Regions from separate parts of the Anser cygnoides genome. Here region 2 is linked to region 1. Evidence: chromatin contacts called from public Hi-C data. All regions are on one chromosome and are shown on one strand. Each heading gives the region's core, a stretch centred on a gene start, on an enhancer-like site or on the middle of the called end of the contact. The rest is flanking DNA. Distances are from core to core; before and after follow the strand shown. Region 1 holds the start of LOC106034613 (ankyrin repeat domain-containing protein 40-like). Region 2 has its middle 29 kb from the start of TOB1.

Region 1 (7,866 bases), core at 3,446-5,945:
TCCATGGAGACCTCTTTAGTTACAGCTTTGCTAATTACTCTGTTGAATTGTATAGCGTCTGGTTGAAAGCCCATCCAAGTCAATGGAGAGTTCCTAATTGACTCGTAGCTTCAGCTGGCCATGTCTTACGACCATGAGGAGTGCACAGGGCATAGCTCCTAAGTGTGTCTGGTTATGATTTGCATTCGTGGTTTTCTCCTTGACAGCCGAAATGCAACTGAAGGAGAATTCAGACCTTGATGTGGTCTTCTGCATGGGGGCAGCTTCTCCTAAAGAAACACAGCCCTTCAGAAACAAGCTTAGACCTTGGCTTAGCAAAACACTTAATGTTTTGCTTACAAATGCAGGTGAACCATCTCCACTGTCTTGTCAACATCACGTGGACTTGCTACACAAGTCGTCTGCTGCAGGAGATGAACTGGGACCAGATCCACAGAAGCTTTTGGGCTCCAAACACCCACGTAGGACACGGCCCTGAGCAGGAGCCAGGCAGCTACATACATGTGCCCTGTGTCCCCCGGACAAGCCAATTTCATGGCTTAGGAGAGCAAAGCAAGGGGCTACAGACATGGACAGAGAGGAATGCATCCAGATGCCTGGAGAAAAGCTAGAAAGGCACCTTGTCGGCTTGGCTTTCTGGGTGCGGACACCCCTCAGCTCAGAAGGCTCCACAACTGCAACACGAACAGCAACAGCCCTCAAGGGGCGAAGTTTGGCTCCACGCACTGCAGCTCAGGCTTGCCATTACTTGAAGCCAAACTGGCTTTAGACACTAATCCACGGAACAATTTCCAGTTGTTATCAAAATCTACTGGGCTTCTTAACCACGAGTCCCTGAGCTGATGTACCACCCCCCTCAGGTTCCAGTTCTCTGGCTTGTTTGTTCAGAAACGATTTATTTGTCCTACAAATAGGAACAATGTTAAATTAACAAATGAAAAGAAAAACAGCCACACACCATGCCTGATTTCTAAAGGGGTTTAGCTGTCTGAGCAGATCCTTCTCCTGCAGATCACGATTCCCCTCAAAATCAAGGATATTTTCCAACCCTCCATCAAATTTCACTACGCGCTGCAGGCGTGAGCATCTGCGTGCTCAGGTGAGCGCTCACACCTCCTGCCACCCTGCAGTTAATGAGTCCTGTGTCACATCCATTCTTCAGGGGTCTTCTGGTGGGATGTCGATGTAACTAGACAGTGGGATACAGAGGAACCATCTAAGATCTAGCACCTGGCTGATGCTCATGGAGAATGGATGAGATGTGGTGCAACACCAGCAAACATGAAGGGAAGAGCACAGCCCTGGAAAAAATGAGGCCTGTCCTAAATCCCAGCCCCTCGTACCACTGTCACAGGAGCAATTCCTGCCTGGCAACTAGGTCAAAGTTGATTTTAAGTCAAAGGAAAGGCAATCAGTGTGTTCCCTACAATTTCACAATTCAACAGCGTGCTGAAAGTTTTTATTTACCTCAGCAAGAACAGAGGGGCTTAGGGAAGGGCCTCAGCCACCCTGTCTCAGGTACTCGTCTGACACGAGGCAGCTGGAAATTATTGGGTTCCAGGCTCGTTACCTTTGGCTGCTTTGACAGTAGGTGGGACACAACAGGCTTCTCCAGAGGACGATCTGTGTGTGCTATTCTTAGATGCTTACCCAAGGATGAGATGAAGCAGTCTCTGGGGTGCATGTGTCTTCCCTCTGGCACACAGCGAGCACTGGATGAGGCAGACTCAGACCTGACAACACGGGGCTTTGAATTTAACCTAGTTCTCCCCCAGTCCCTCACACAGGTACTTCCATGGGGCCAACAAAATAAACCACTATAACACAAACTGCTTCTCCTGTGTGACTTTGACTTCTTCTGTGCCCCTCTCCGCCGCATTCAGACACTCAGTAAAAGGCCCAAAGTGAGCTCGGTAAGTTAGCTTAGAGCTAGGCAAATATTGGGCTTGACTTTTAATTTATTACATCTTCATTCTCCACCAGTCCTGCCATCTGCCTGAGCCTTAGTGCTATAAAGCTTTAAATCTGTGTGTGTATGCCTGTTCTTGAAGTACAATGTTCAAGTTTTCTGGCTATCCCTAAATCTTTTTTCTAGTACACTTATGTGAGTACAGGTTGGTTAAAATTGTCAGAAACATTTTTCTGGTGGGTTGGGTGGGGACTGAGTGCTTCAAATGCAACTGTACAGCTCTATCTATCAACTGTAACTGGGAATTAAACCTTTAAAAAGATGTTTAATAATAACCTTAAATGACTGAGAAGTCAGTTAAAGGAGCTGGGGAATTAAACCTGAAATGCAAAGGGAGTGAAAAACTTTTCAAACCTTAAAACAAAAAGAGGGGCACAGGCCTAACGGACAGACCGTGGTTTCTCCAAAAAAGGAGAAAAGAACCAATACAGAAGTTCGGTCCCAGAAGCCTGCAAAAAGGCAGATATTAAAACTAAGCCAATAGAATCTGGAAAGCTTGTTCCAAGGACAAAGAATGGCCCGACTCTACACAGACACGTCCCTTGTGGTTACTCCAAGCAGCAGCAGGATGTCAAAGCATGGGACAACGAGTGCTGCTCGGCGCTGCCTTACAAGTTCCAGTGTTGCCATTGTCGCCCACAGTCTGCACGGACTTCAACCACGGCTGGTGGATACGGATGCCCCTTGGGTGGTGAATGCACAGGGAGTGCTGAGCACCTTTAAATCACAGACAAAAACCCAAATATCACTTGTTTGGGCCCCCCACGCACACTCTTGCTGTGGCTCAGAGCAGTAGCTCAGCGTTTCTGCTGAAGGCCAAGGACTTTAAGAAGCACATTTAGGAGGCACACTGACTGCTAGCTTTTGGGCTGGCAGCACAGCACAGGGTGCAGATCCCAGCAGCATCCAAAGGAGATGGCCAGCACCCTGCAGCCCGCACAGGCCCTGCTGCCCACACTACGGAAATACATGTACAGGTGTGAATGGGGGCTTGCCAGGCATGGGCACAAAAACGACTGCCATATGGTAATGGGGAGGGAAGGAACAAGGAAAGAGCATGCTCTTGGCTTTTCTTGTTTCTGGTATGTGCATGCTAGTGCCAATAAATGGGGTAACGCATGCGAGTTTGGGCTGAGGCTCCAGGGCGCAAGGCACAGACAGGACGGGCAATGGCGGCTGGAGTCAAGCACACTTGCTGCTAATCCTCTCCGCACAGTCTTTCTTGCGAGAGGAAATCTTATGACTCCAGGGAGAAGTACATTGTGTAACTAAGCAGTGGTGAACCCGAGCTGCATTTAACAGGGCTTGGCACAAACACTAGAGAGTAGGATACTCATCCCCAGAGAGCGTGAGAGAGCCTGTCCCCGTGCATCGCCTTCGAGTCCTTAAAAGCCCTGGCAGTGGCCTTGGGAGAGGAGCTCAAGCAAAAAGAAAAGCCCCATAACCCTAAATAAATCCGCTCATTGAGCAGGGCTTCCCTTCCCTTGTTACAACATTGCATAACGCCCCTTTGCACTGTGCAGAGTTTTGAAATCTGCAGGATCAAAGCTGTATGGAGACACTATGGATGTGCTGGGGAAAATTTAAAGGCGTTTTACAACCGTAGCAAGAAGTGCAAAGCTACGCTTCGGGCCCTTCTTGCTGTTCCGCTATGACACCTAGTGGCACAGAGCAGTTTTACCCGTGGCCTAGGGTGTATGTTTATTTTTCTAGGCCTCATCTTGCTCTCTTTGCTTGAATAGATTTTCCCCGTTGGTCTGAGAGAGGTCATGCACCACTTTGGAAGAGGCCCACAGGCTATTTTGCCCCTTTATCCTATTGGATTTTTTTTCCAGGTTTAATAAGTTGGGATTGCTTAAAGCTGTCGTGGTGTGGTAGAGAGTATTCTTGCTTCCTATAAGATCGGCCACTTCTTCACATTTGTGTGTGCTATGTTTGATTTTTACAGCTGCATGCCATGGGTGCTAAAGACAGGCAAATGTGATCATGGGTGCTGACCTGGGTTGAGAAGTGGGATCATTTAAGACAGCTTTTATTGAAAAAGGAAATGAGTTTAACAACAACAACAACAAAAAAGATCTAGGTGACAAGAGTGTCCAGGTGAAGGCTGGACTCCAGGTCCCTGAGGTCCGTATTTGCAGTTGTCACTAAACATTAACAGAAGAGGATAAGTCTTGTTTGCAAGCCATTCTCTAAGCCAAACTGTTCATGCAGTTGGTTGTGTCTTTCTGTACGAGCCGAGCAAAATTTTTGCTAAGCCTGTTGCAGTCTGTTGCATGAGATCAAAGGCATGTGATCTGGTTTAAAGCAAATGCCTCTGAGTCACGGTGCGACCTTTGTCGTGCTATTTAAAAACGTCGCCTTTGCTGCTGCACACTCCAGCTGCGTTCATGGGGGCTGTTTGCAGGGACGCCGAGCACTCATGTACCCCACAGCCTTGGCTGAGGAGGGACCCCAAAATGGTGTTCACGTAGAGAAGTAGAAAGGTGTACACTCAGCAGGCCTCAGCCTCTCCCAACTGATTAAAGTGAAGAAGATTGCTCCTCTGCTTCTGTGTTTTGAAGCTTCGTTTATGGTGATAAGCGCTTGGGAACAGTTTGGGTGGTAAATGCTGCAGGCACACTCTCTGTGTTGTTGCAACTATCACAGCAGGAACACGGCTGTCCAATGTGTCTGCAACACAAGTCCTAAATTAAGTGGTGGGTTAAAAATAATGTGACTAATAAGTGCTGAAAAAAGAGAGGCAATGGAATAAAAAAAAAATCGTCTTAGTGCAAATTTCTCATTGGTGGCAGACACTGATGCCAAAATAGAAACCCTGAAATTGACGAATGCCCCAGCCCACGCTGCAGTGATTTAATTAGTGATTTAATTGTGCCCAGAGGCACCCGGGCTGGGAATTATCAGGGGGCGCCCACAGGAAGCGCGGGGCTGTGCTCTCCACCGGGGGCTTCTGAGCCCGAGCCCCAGCCCCAGCCCCATGGCTGCAGGGCAGGCACAAGGCCGGAGAACCGGCGCAGGCAGCGCGGTGTTTCCACCCCACCGGGGCCGCTGCGTTCCTCCGTTCCCTTCCGAGCCGAACAAGCGGGGCGAGAACCGTGAGGAAAGGCAACGGGAGCCCGGCCCCGGGCAGCCGCCGCCGCCCGCTGCCCCTGGGCACAAGATGGCGGCGGCCGTGAGGGAGCTCGCGGCGGCGGAGGGCCGGGGGCGCTTTGGGGGCCCGGCGGCGCGGCGCTGAGGAGGCCGCCCGGGCCTCCGTCCCCTCCGCGCCTTGTGCCGGGCTCCCGGGGCCCCGCGGCGGGCAGCGAGGGCCGGGGATCCGTGTACCGGCCCCGTGCCCCCGGGATGTCGGTGATGAGCAGCGCCTTGGAGGAGCGGGAGCTGCAGGAGCGGCTGCGGGAGGCGGCGGCGCTGGGGGACGCCGAGGAGGTGCGGAGGCTGCTGGGGCTCGGCGTGGACCCCAACTCCCAGAACGAAGTCAACGGCTGGTGAGGGGCGGCGGGGCGCGGGGTGCGGGCGGGCGGCGCTGGGGGCTGTGGGGGGACCCGGCTCCCCGGGCGGGGAGGGAGGCGGCCGCGGCTCGGCAGCCCTCGGCCCCGCGGTGGGGAGGCCGGTGCTGCCCTTGCCTCGGGCAGGGCTTTTGGACAACGTCGGCCCCAGGGTTTCCGACGTAAATCTGGGCACCCTGAGTTTAATGTCGCTTCACCCAGTCATCGCTGCTTCGAGGACGCAGCACGTTAGTTTTGTGGTTTACTGAAAAAGAAATGCTAACCTCAGAAGGCTTTGGGGTTTACTGCTAAAGAGGATCGTAATGAAGGGAGCCTGTCCTCTTTCCACCTGTCACCACCTGTTTGTGCTGGGACCTCTCCTTAGGCTTCACCAGCACGGCTCACAATGGAATGGGCCTTGCCCTAGAGAACTTGGAACACAATTGTTAACTTCAAAGATAAAACGTGATGTAATGAAGGAAATTTTATTCCCAGGTGTTCTGCGTGCAACCCAGGTGAATCGTTGACTGGCGGCGAGGAGGATTTGGGGTATATCTGAGAGCACAACCCCTCTGTTTCCTTCCCCACAGGACGTGCCTACACTGGGCCTGCAAGCGGAACCATGCCCAGGTGGTGGCTTGTCTGCTGGCTGCCGGTGCGGACAAGCAGATCCTCACGGCCACCGGAGAGCTGGCTGCACAGTTAACTTCGAAACCAGACATTCGGAAGATTTTGGGAGGTACTGTTCCTATCTTAAAAGCACTCTAGAATTTGTGGTCTTTTTATGCTTTTACCCGGATCAGTAGACTGGCAAAACTTTGGGTAGGACTATTGTATCTAATTAGATAGCTCCTGGGGAATAGACATGTATCACGTAACTTCTCCTAAATGGTTTTTAGTCTGTAAGTGCAGCTTTCTGAACTGCTTTGACATTAGTATGTGTCTTGTAATCCTCACTCACACAAGAATTAAATTTACTGCAGAAATTTGAAGCAAGAGAAAAGAAGGCTTGGATATTGTATCACATATTCAGTTACCTGAAGAAGTATTTGGTTTAATATGCTGGCATGGGTCATAACAAACCATTTGCAGCAGTATTATTAAAAGCATTGCAAAATTAGATTTAGCAAAGAACTATGGGCCCTTTCCTTCGAAAACACTAGAATAACACTGCTAGAAATGACATTTTCCAATGGTTATTTGTAAAAATCTGTATTTTTTTTTCTTTTCTTTCATTTCATAGCTACTTGCCTTCCAGGTGTTATGTGCTTATGAGAAACCAGTATTATCCTTGTGTTTACCTCAGAATGCGATGTAGTTTTAAGAAACAACAGGAAAACTGACTATTCAAAATGAGAAAGATGCATCCAATAACTTGGTGGCTTTTTTCTCTCTCATCCCCTACCCCCACATTTTTGAATTTCATTAATAGAGGAAGAAAATGAATGTCAAGGAGCGAAAGATTTAAATTTGCCAGTTGTTGCAAACTATTTGGCCAACCCACCATTCCCTTATGTCTATACTGAAGCAAGCATTCCAGACAGCTTGGCAGAATCCCTGAATGAAAGTGCTTCCATCTCTTCCGCTTCCCAGAGTGAAACTAGTCCTTGTTCATCAGCAACTCAGGTTGAAAGCATATGCACACCTACATCATGTAACAGCAACGATGATTTTCCTGCGCCAGATGCTGCGGAACAGCTGCCCAGCCCGTCAGCACCTACCACAGCACCAACATGCGTAACGCCCGAAATACAGAACGGCCCCGTTTGTCAGCCACCCTTGTCTCACAGCAGAGGTTTGTTTTCCTCTGTAGCATCAAACGAGGCTGTACCTCAGCAAACCGACAGTTCGCCTACTGGTCCTGCACCAACGTTTCAGCCCTTTTTCTTTACTGGAACTTTCCCGTATAACATGCAAGGTAATGAAGTGCAATTTTCATCCTTCTATTATGCTCCGTTCCATGTTTTTGGTATCAGTGGAGGTAAGGATTCATTCCACATTCAGAATAACGTTGAACAGAGATAGAGATGTTAAGCTCTTTGACCAAAAATACACAGTGATACATTGATTTTTTTTTTTCTTCATTCCAAAGTAAAAATAACTGTTGTATTTTATCTTAAAAACAGTAATAGTTTCCAAACTTTGTTTTCCACCCATGGAAAGATCAGTGGTTGTGACTGAGCAACAGAAAATCTCCCATTTTGCAAAATACCATATAGCATAAAATGCATCACAGGTAGTTTGGTAGCAGCTTGATTTTGTGACTGGATGGGTCAGATTTTTAGCATTGTAAACATGTTTCCCAAATGTATTTCTGCTCTCTTAACCACTAGTTGCTGGTGAAATGAAGGCATGGTATTTCTTCATGAGGGAATAGACATTGTATTATAAAACCTGAGCTCAAAAGAT
Region 2 (7,866 bases), core at 1,439-3,938, 77 kb before region 1:
GTGTTGAAAATTAATTCCAGAAGAAAGGAAAGGAAAAGTTTGTTATGTATGGGATTTTTTTCCATTTTATCTATTCTTGATAAGTCCTGTTAGAGCAGGAAGGGGCAGGTGGGTTTCTGGGCTGCCCCTGCCTGCAGGTCTGCGCTGTAACTGGTGACCGGGGGGGTCAGCGCCTTTTCTATGGAAATAGCAGATTTCGCCTGGGCACTGCCCATCGGGTTTGGCTCTGGAGGCCTGATCCAGTCTGTGGAAAGTCCCCGGAGCAGCTGCAGCTCAGCTGGTGCCCGCAGGGGAGCAAAGTGTCCCTTGTAGCTCCCCGTGGAGCTGTATCGCTGCAGCTCTGTGCTGGGCGAGGCAGGTGGGCTCAGAGGGGTGGGGGGCGCAGAGGGAGAAGTAAAGGGAAGCTTTTTGATGGGAAGGTTCACAGCTTTCTTCGGTGTCCTACATAGTGCTTTATTTTTTTTCAGGAGTGTTTTCAAATTACCTGAAATATTGTCACGCAGTGTTTCCAGCAGTCACAGTCTGACCTGGAATATCATTATTTTAGAGGAAAATAGGAGAATGAAATGGAAAAAAAAATAAGAATGAAAAATACCCAGAGTAAGGTTTGTATTAAATAGTGATTTGGGTTGTCTTCTTGTTTGTTTGATGTCATGTTACTATTTTAAAACCATAATGGCTTAGACAGTGAGCATGGTCACGGACTCCAGTTTAGATCCTGCATTATTTTTGGGGGTGGAAGCCGCCGTCCTTCCCGGGGAGCCCCAGGCGATCGCGGCTCTCTGGGCGGGCAGCGACAACTGCAGGAGCGCTCCGCTGGCAGCCGCCTTGGCAAAGCCCTGCTGCATCAGCCCGGGGTCACGGGGTGGTCAGGGCGAGCGAGGGAGGAAAATACTTTAGGGGTGAGCTGGGATTCCCTCCGAGGTCCCAAACAGCACTGGCGGTCTCGCTATTTAAGACGGCTTTGAAGCTGCAAGAGCAAACGCTGCGGGTTCGTACCTCGATGGCCGCTCGGTGTCCAGCAGCTCCTCAGCGTTACCATGGCTGGAGGCTGTGCAGGTGCTCAGAGCCCCGCGAGGAAGGGCTTGTGCCCGAGGCACGAGGAAGGGCTTGTGCCCGAGGCACGAGGAAGGGTTTGTGCCCAAAGCACAAGCAGAGCGTGCGCAGGGGCAGTAAATGCGGGCATGGCTGCAGCACCACCCAGCTTCGGGCTGAGCCCGGCGGTGACTCAGGGCTGCCAAACAGCCCGGTTCTGAAACCTGCGTGTCCAAATCAGTGCCCGGCAACCCCAGTTTCGCCCGGCGCTTTTGTTCCTGAAATAGGCAGATTGCTAAAGCCCTGACTAGAAGGAAACATCAACTGAAACGTACAGTGTGCACAGCCTTCAATTAAAATATAGATATATTATTCCCTCAGTGAGGAATTATTGCTTGAATGAGGAGTTCAAATAAGGGAAGAGAATTTCTGCCCCTTTTCCTTAAACTATTAAAAGGCCTATCTGTCTTTCCAATTTAATGTCCCTGGGCATTGGCAGTGTCGCGAGAAACATTTCAGAACCGAAGCGAAGCTGTAATCCCTCAAGAGTTGGCAGGGAGCTTTTTTCTTTTTTTGGATATTTCGCTTTTCCATTTACCCAGAAGTTTATTGCCTAGCATTTGCTCATTGGATTTGGATGCTGCAGGGAAGGCAGCCAGTGGATTACCGGGGACCTTTTTAAGCCCGCACCCTGTACAGAAAGAGTTACCGAGCTGCTGGTGTTGTATCCCAAAATAAGCAGGGCTGTCTCGAGCCAGCACGTTTCTCAAAAGCTTTCCCATGAGATACCCCTGTGTCTTCAAAATGGGATTTTCCTGCAGTGGCGAACATGAAAATGTACTCGAGTGTTTTGCTCAGCTATTAGCAGAGCTGACGAGTGCCGCGAGGAAGTAAATAACACCAGATACCGCGGGTGTGCGAGTCCCTGGCAGCGCGGGGCTCTGCTTGCTCGCCTTCTCCAAACCCTTGCTCTGCCAGGAATGTCTGTGGGAGCTGGGGGTTTTACAGCCAGCTCTGGGGAACGCTGGCACTGAGCAAATCTCAAAGTTCACGTTTCCCCACTCATCTGTGTGAAAAAACATCCGTGGGTTTATGTCGCTCCGGTGAAGGGACAGAAATGCGCTGTGCAGTTCAGAGATATCAAACATAGCTTTTTTTTTTTTTTTTAAGCCTTTAAATATTTACAACAAATTGCTTGGGAAGGAATCATACACTGTTCATCTTCATTGTTAATCCAATAAAATTTTGAAATCAAATTTTGCGAAAAACCCTGCTAGTAAACACTTTATGGCGAGTTTAAAAAAAAAAAAAAACTCCAAAAAAAACAACAGAAGACCAGCTGTGCTAGCACTTGAGATTTATTTGGGCAATTACAGCTAATAGGAAATGCAAGTCTCCTAAAGAAATTACATTTTCCTCTCGAGCTGTTGAGGAACGCTGCACGGGGTGCGGATGACGGTATGGCAGTGGGTGTGCTGGGGCAGGTGTTGGGACGCAGCTTGTTTTCCTGGATGCCCTTTCCCTCCACGTGTCCTCGCCGTGTGTCCGTCCCCTCCCTGGCCCCACATTTGGATCTTTGGCCAGGCAGGAGCCGCTCCGGGCCCTCCTGAGCGCCTGGGGCTCAGACGAGCGCTGGAGCAGCCACGTCTCCCTTTGTTTCAGGTCACTGAGTTTTTGCGTCCAAGCTGCGAATCAGCCCCGGCGTATCTGAAACGCTGCCAGCCTGGCCGGAGATTTGAAAGTCTGAGGAACCAGGAAATCTCCTGATGAAAGCCTGGGGAGGGGGAGAGGACACTATATGTGCTGTGCGTGATGTGTGCGTTTTATCCCTGGGTTAGTTCTCAAAAAAAGCTTTTTTTTTTTTTTTAATGGATTTGCAAAGCACAGCTCCATTTTATGCAGACTCCGTCTAAATCTGACTACTTTGTGCTAAGGTGTTGGGAAGGCACTAACCCCATTTATCAAATCTTTTCCACGCTGGCTGACCCCACCGGTGCCCATCTCACAGCAAAGCACACCAAAGACCCCCACTTTGCTGCCCCATGGTGGCTTTTGGGGTGCTGGTTCACCATGGGAGGATCACCGTCACCCCACATTGGGGTGGGAGCCCTAAAACACGGGGCTGCTCCCCTGGGGAGGAGGTGCAAGCAGGACAAGCTTGGTTTTGCTGGGGCTGAGAAGCGAAGGTCATGGAGTAACTGGATCTGGCGTTATTTATAAGCGGGGCGCTCGCCGCTGAGAGCAGCAACATTTGATCGGGGCCTCTCCTGCGTCGTGCGGGCTGGCCTCAAGTGTGTTAGCCTCCTGTGTGCTGCCTCCCCTTCTGGGAGGGCTGAAGGGCGAAGGACATGGGTGTGAGGCTGAGCCCACCCCACCTCCCGGCAGGGTTTGTGGCACGGGGTGCAGAGCAGCCGTCATGGATCAGGTCCCTGGGGCTGGAGCATCTTTCATCTACGTGCAAACGCTGAGCTAGCGTAAGCTGGAGTTCCTTTTTAAGGCTTGCTGCCGGTTTGTGCAGTTTAATGATTTCCCCAGGTTGCTTATTTATTTATTTCAGTTCTCCAAAGGCTCCCGGCTCTTTAACTTTTTATTTTGATGGTATTTTCTGAGTATGTGGTCAAATGAAATGTCCGTGAAAAATGCATTGCTTAAGAGGATGGGGGGCTGAGTAGCGCTCGGGCCCCAGTTCAGCAAGAAGTGTAAGCACTTGGTTACCTTCCCTCTAACTTCACCAGCTCGTTAGGTGCCCACCTGGAGCGAGGTGTGTCCTCAAGTCCACCTCTGCCCAGCAAAGCATTTCAATTTGCTTAGCTTTAACCACGGAGATGAGAGATTTTTTAGCATATGCTTCGCTGCTCCCCAGAACTGGAAGCGGACCAGCTCTGGCGGATGATTACCCTCTTGCCTTTCTAGCACTGCTGGAGCTGTCCTGCTGCTAAAAACATTACCAGCAATAGGATATTTTAAGGAATCTTTGTAAAGTGAAAGCAGCTCGTCTCCTGGTAGCACAGGCTGTCCCACAGCATCCTCCCCGGTTTGGGGCTGCAGGGACAGTTTCCAGGGCAGCGAAGGGAGCGATGATTTTCAAGTGAGTGATGCTTTGTGGTTGCACCGAGTGTCGCTTGCGCTATATTTAGCTGTTGTTGCACACGCAGAGTGCAGGTCCCCAAAGCCTGTGGGTGTTGCTGAAACACAGATAATAAATGGCTCGTGTGATTCGAGTGGAGCCACTTTGCTGAGTATGTCTGAGCCACACAAGCCGCTGTTCCTTTTGCTGCATGGGTCTTGTGGTGGCAATTTCTGAAATACGGTGGCAATTTTTAAAATACCCTTTCTGTTTTAAGGTTTCAAGCGTGCCTGTCAGTTGTGTGTTTAAGACTAGGCATTGTTGGAGGGAAAATTCACTCTGAATGCTTCTTGGGAAAAGGTTGGCAGCTGATCAAAATAGGCAGCAGAAATGGTCTGAAGTGTATTCCAGCACAAAGTGGGCAGCTTGGGGTCTGCGTTGCTTCCTCTGCCATTGCCTAATCGGTACCTGGGCATCTCGTGTGCTGAGTTTCTCTGAAACGTGTAAGACTGACAGTAGTCAGGCTCTCAGATCAAATTATCCTGGAAAGCAGAAAGGCTCCAAGCCCTGGCTGAGCCAGAAATCGGTATTTTCTGGGATTCAGCAACAGCCTTAAATAACAGCTTCCACAACCCAAATTTGGACAAACTGCCTTTTGGATTTCTGGTCCAGGGCTGTGCTGTGGTGCAGTTGTTTAACAGCTGCCATGAGCATAGGAACAGTGGCCAGAAGGGGTGACACCATCCTGAGAAGTGGGGATGGGGGTGTTGCAGTTACGCTTTGGGTTCATTCATTGGTGCTTTGGGTACAAACCACATTTTGCAGTGTAAGCTCTCTCCTTCTTACCCCAAACAAAACCTGCTGGTGATCGCATAGTCCTAGCACCAGGTGAAGGGCTGAGGATGGGAAGGAAGAAGAAAGAATAAAAGCACTCGGTGCCAGTTTTCAGATGAGGGTGAACCAAGCACTGTCCAAACCACAAGAAAGATCAGACCCGTTCCCAGCAGCGCAGCTGAAGCCCATCCTCGGGATGGGACAAAGCAAGAGCCTCGATCCAAAGAGCTCTCAAGTTTTGTGGATTCAGGGATCTGCCCTGCTTGGTCATGGCGCAGCTCTGTGTCTGTTCGTCCCCTGTTGTTTGCCTTGGCTGAGCAGCTCTATCGGTATAGACTGCCTGCTTTTCTGCCAAGGCGCAGGGGACATTTAACAAATCGCGTTTTTTCAGCATATATTCCTTCTCTGCAAAGCTGTTGGCTATTCCTATCTTTTTAAAGTCTTAAAAAAAAAAAAAAAAAGAGTTGTTTGTGGTGCTAATGGTATGGAATGAGCTAAAGCTTTATGCCATTTTTAGTGCTCTTGGAACTGAGAGAATTGGAGGAACTGAAAATATATGCTTAATCGCCCCCAAGAAAGACTGCCATAATATTTTGGGTTGCATAAGCAAACTAAATTGGAAATCTGGAATCTATTCAAGACCTTTTGATCAGGGAGCTTTGCAAGTGCAGAAAAGTAAAAACACAGACAGATGGGGATTAGAGTTGAGCATCAGGAGAATAATTTCCTCTTTTAATTTCAGTTCCGCCAACATATAAAAAGCATTAACAATCCCGTTACGTAACCTGCGTCAGAGCCAGCTCTACGGAGCGGCAGCGCTCGCCGCAATTAAGCCGTTGCACTGCCTCCGTGCAGCACAGGAGTCGCTTTGCACGAGCAAATGAACCCCCCCCTTCAAAAATCTGGGCGAATGGCCGGGCCAAAATGAGACCTTGCGATGGAGGCTAACGGGAGCTGCAGGGGGCCTGGGACCATGGACGGCTGTTCAGAGATACTGCTGCGGTTGCAAAATCCAATTGAATCGCTTGCAAACCCCAATCCGCCCTGTTTTGTCACTAAATCGGCTTCGGTGGGAGGAGGAAGATTAGGCCGAGGAGCAAGCGGAGATATTTTTTGCTGATTGTTTGATAGCGGGAACAAAGGGCTGTGATAGGCTTTGTGCTGCTCTCGTGGCAGGGTCTTTGAGAGGAGGCACTGCGCTGGGAGGCTGGCAGTGGCCCCAAGAGCTGGCAGAGCCGACAGGCTTCTGTTCTTGCCTGTTCTCCCCGTCTCATGGTGTTTTTGCATATGGTGCTGATGCAGAGCAGTACAAAAAAGTACTGAAAAGATGGCTTTTTAGTACAAGCACCACTTGCTAACTGGACGCAGCTTTTGAGCTGGTTTTGAGGAGTCTCTGGCACAGCAGAATATCCATATATGCTGAGAGCCATTTACCTGCTGGTCCCACTTCTTCCAGGTAGCCAACTTTTTTATTTATTTTTTTTTAAGCAGGTTTATCTTGCAGTTACTCTTGCTTGCATTTCAATCTCATTACGTGAACCTAGGTGGGAGTAGGACTGAAATTCCACAGAGCAGCTCTGCTTTACTTCATTTCAATTAATATCAGATCTGGGAAGCCAGCCATATCTTTGGCATCGCTTTTTGTTGCTCTGCATTGGCACGAGCTCGGAGGAGCCTTCAGAACCCCTGCAGCACTTCCCAAAGCTGGCAGAGCTGCCCCAGGTGGGTCCCTCCTGCCTGCAGAAATCCCAAATTGGCCGGGATGAGCCAGGGGGAGCTCTGGCTGGTGGTGGGAGGGATATGGCGAGGAAATCCCTGCCTCTTGGCAAGCCCTGGCCGCTGAACCAGGGTCTGAGCAAGCGCCGAGCCCGGACGTTCATCAGAGCCAGTCACGGTGGCTATTTCTGGGCCACGACAAGAAGAGTCGCTCACATATGAGCAGCGCTCTCCAGGCTAATTGGCCATGATGAATAAATAACAATAAGGTGGAAGCATTAAAAAACTAGTTTTACACAACTGGCACATCTTCCCCATTCAAATGGGTTATACCGTAGGTGCGCATGAGATCACAGCCTGCTATTTAAAGAGGAAACCTCGACTTACATAAATGTCTGATTATGCAACTGTCATGGAAACCAGAGATGACAAAGATGCTTTAGATTGGCTTGTCCATTCCCTCAGAGAGCTGGACTGTTCCTTGCAGTTTATTTTTTGCTCAAGATTTTAAGAAATGATCAGTGACTGCTAGGTGCCAAGCTGGAGAAGAAATGACTTATAGTGAGAGCTGAGTTGTCACTTTTCTAAAGGTGATTTGCTTTGGAAACTCAAGAATAGAAGAGCCTTAAGTCACATCCGACGGTCCTCACACTAGCTAAGTTCAGCCCCATGCTTATACGTTCAGCACACCATGGCTTTCATTACTTAAAGAATGTGCCAGAGTCTTAGAGGACGCTTTTCTAGCATTCTGCTTGACCTTTCTTTAATTTTCACCCCCTAACTCTGTTGTCTTTCCAAATAATAATCCATCTTTCGCTGTTTCTGCACCCTGCCAGCGCGTTCCTCATGTGCTGCTGTTGCTTAGCCAAGCTATACAAATTTAGCTTTTTTCAACCTTCTCTCATAGGTCAGTCTTTCTAGCCACACTCATTTTTGCCGCTACACAGCGAAATCAGCGGAGATTAATATTTTAATCTTCTTTCCCTGTTTAAAGAAACCTCAGGAACTGTGCACAATGAAAGGTTTTCCTGTGACTTTAAATTAGTGTTTAAAAATAAATATATTTTCATATGTATTTCTCCACCTTTGCCTCTAGTTCCTCTCTGTTACTGACTTACCTGTTCTTTGGCCTTCTAAGGAAACAGCATTTTAATTATTTTGAACAGATTTAATTTCAGTTTGCTTTCCTGCGATGACCAGAGTAAAACTGTTAC

What was found. A called contact is a pair of places that touch in the nucleus more often than the background predicts.
Region 2: a Hi-C map of liver shows a contact between it and region 1, with 6 times the contacts expected there. The contact joins the enhancer-like site here to the promoter of LOC106034613 in region 1. A contact is called at or near these places in 2 of 7 Hi-C or Micro-C datasets (both in liver).

Annotation. Positions count from the first base shown.
Region 1 is chr19:6,638,270-6,646,135 of Taihu_goose_T2T_genome, reverse strand. LOC106034613 (ankyrin repeat domain-containing protein 40-like) reads left to right here and starts at 4,695. Exons shown (of 5, transcript XM_048064385.2): 1 at 4,695-5,457; 2 at 6,048-6,196; 3 at 6,890-7,375. The coding sequence starts at 5,315.
Region 2 is chr19:6,713,078-6,720,943 of Taihu_goose_T2T_genome, reverse strand. No RefSeq gene overlaps it. Among named protein-coding and RNA genes, the nearest start is that of TOB1, 29 kb to the right of the region's middle. Within about 2 kb of position 2,688, at least 2 of the 3 cell types and tissues checked have open chromatin away from gene starts, as enhancers often do. A contact at or near this core is called in liver, where this site is marked.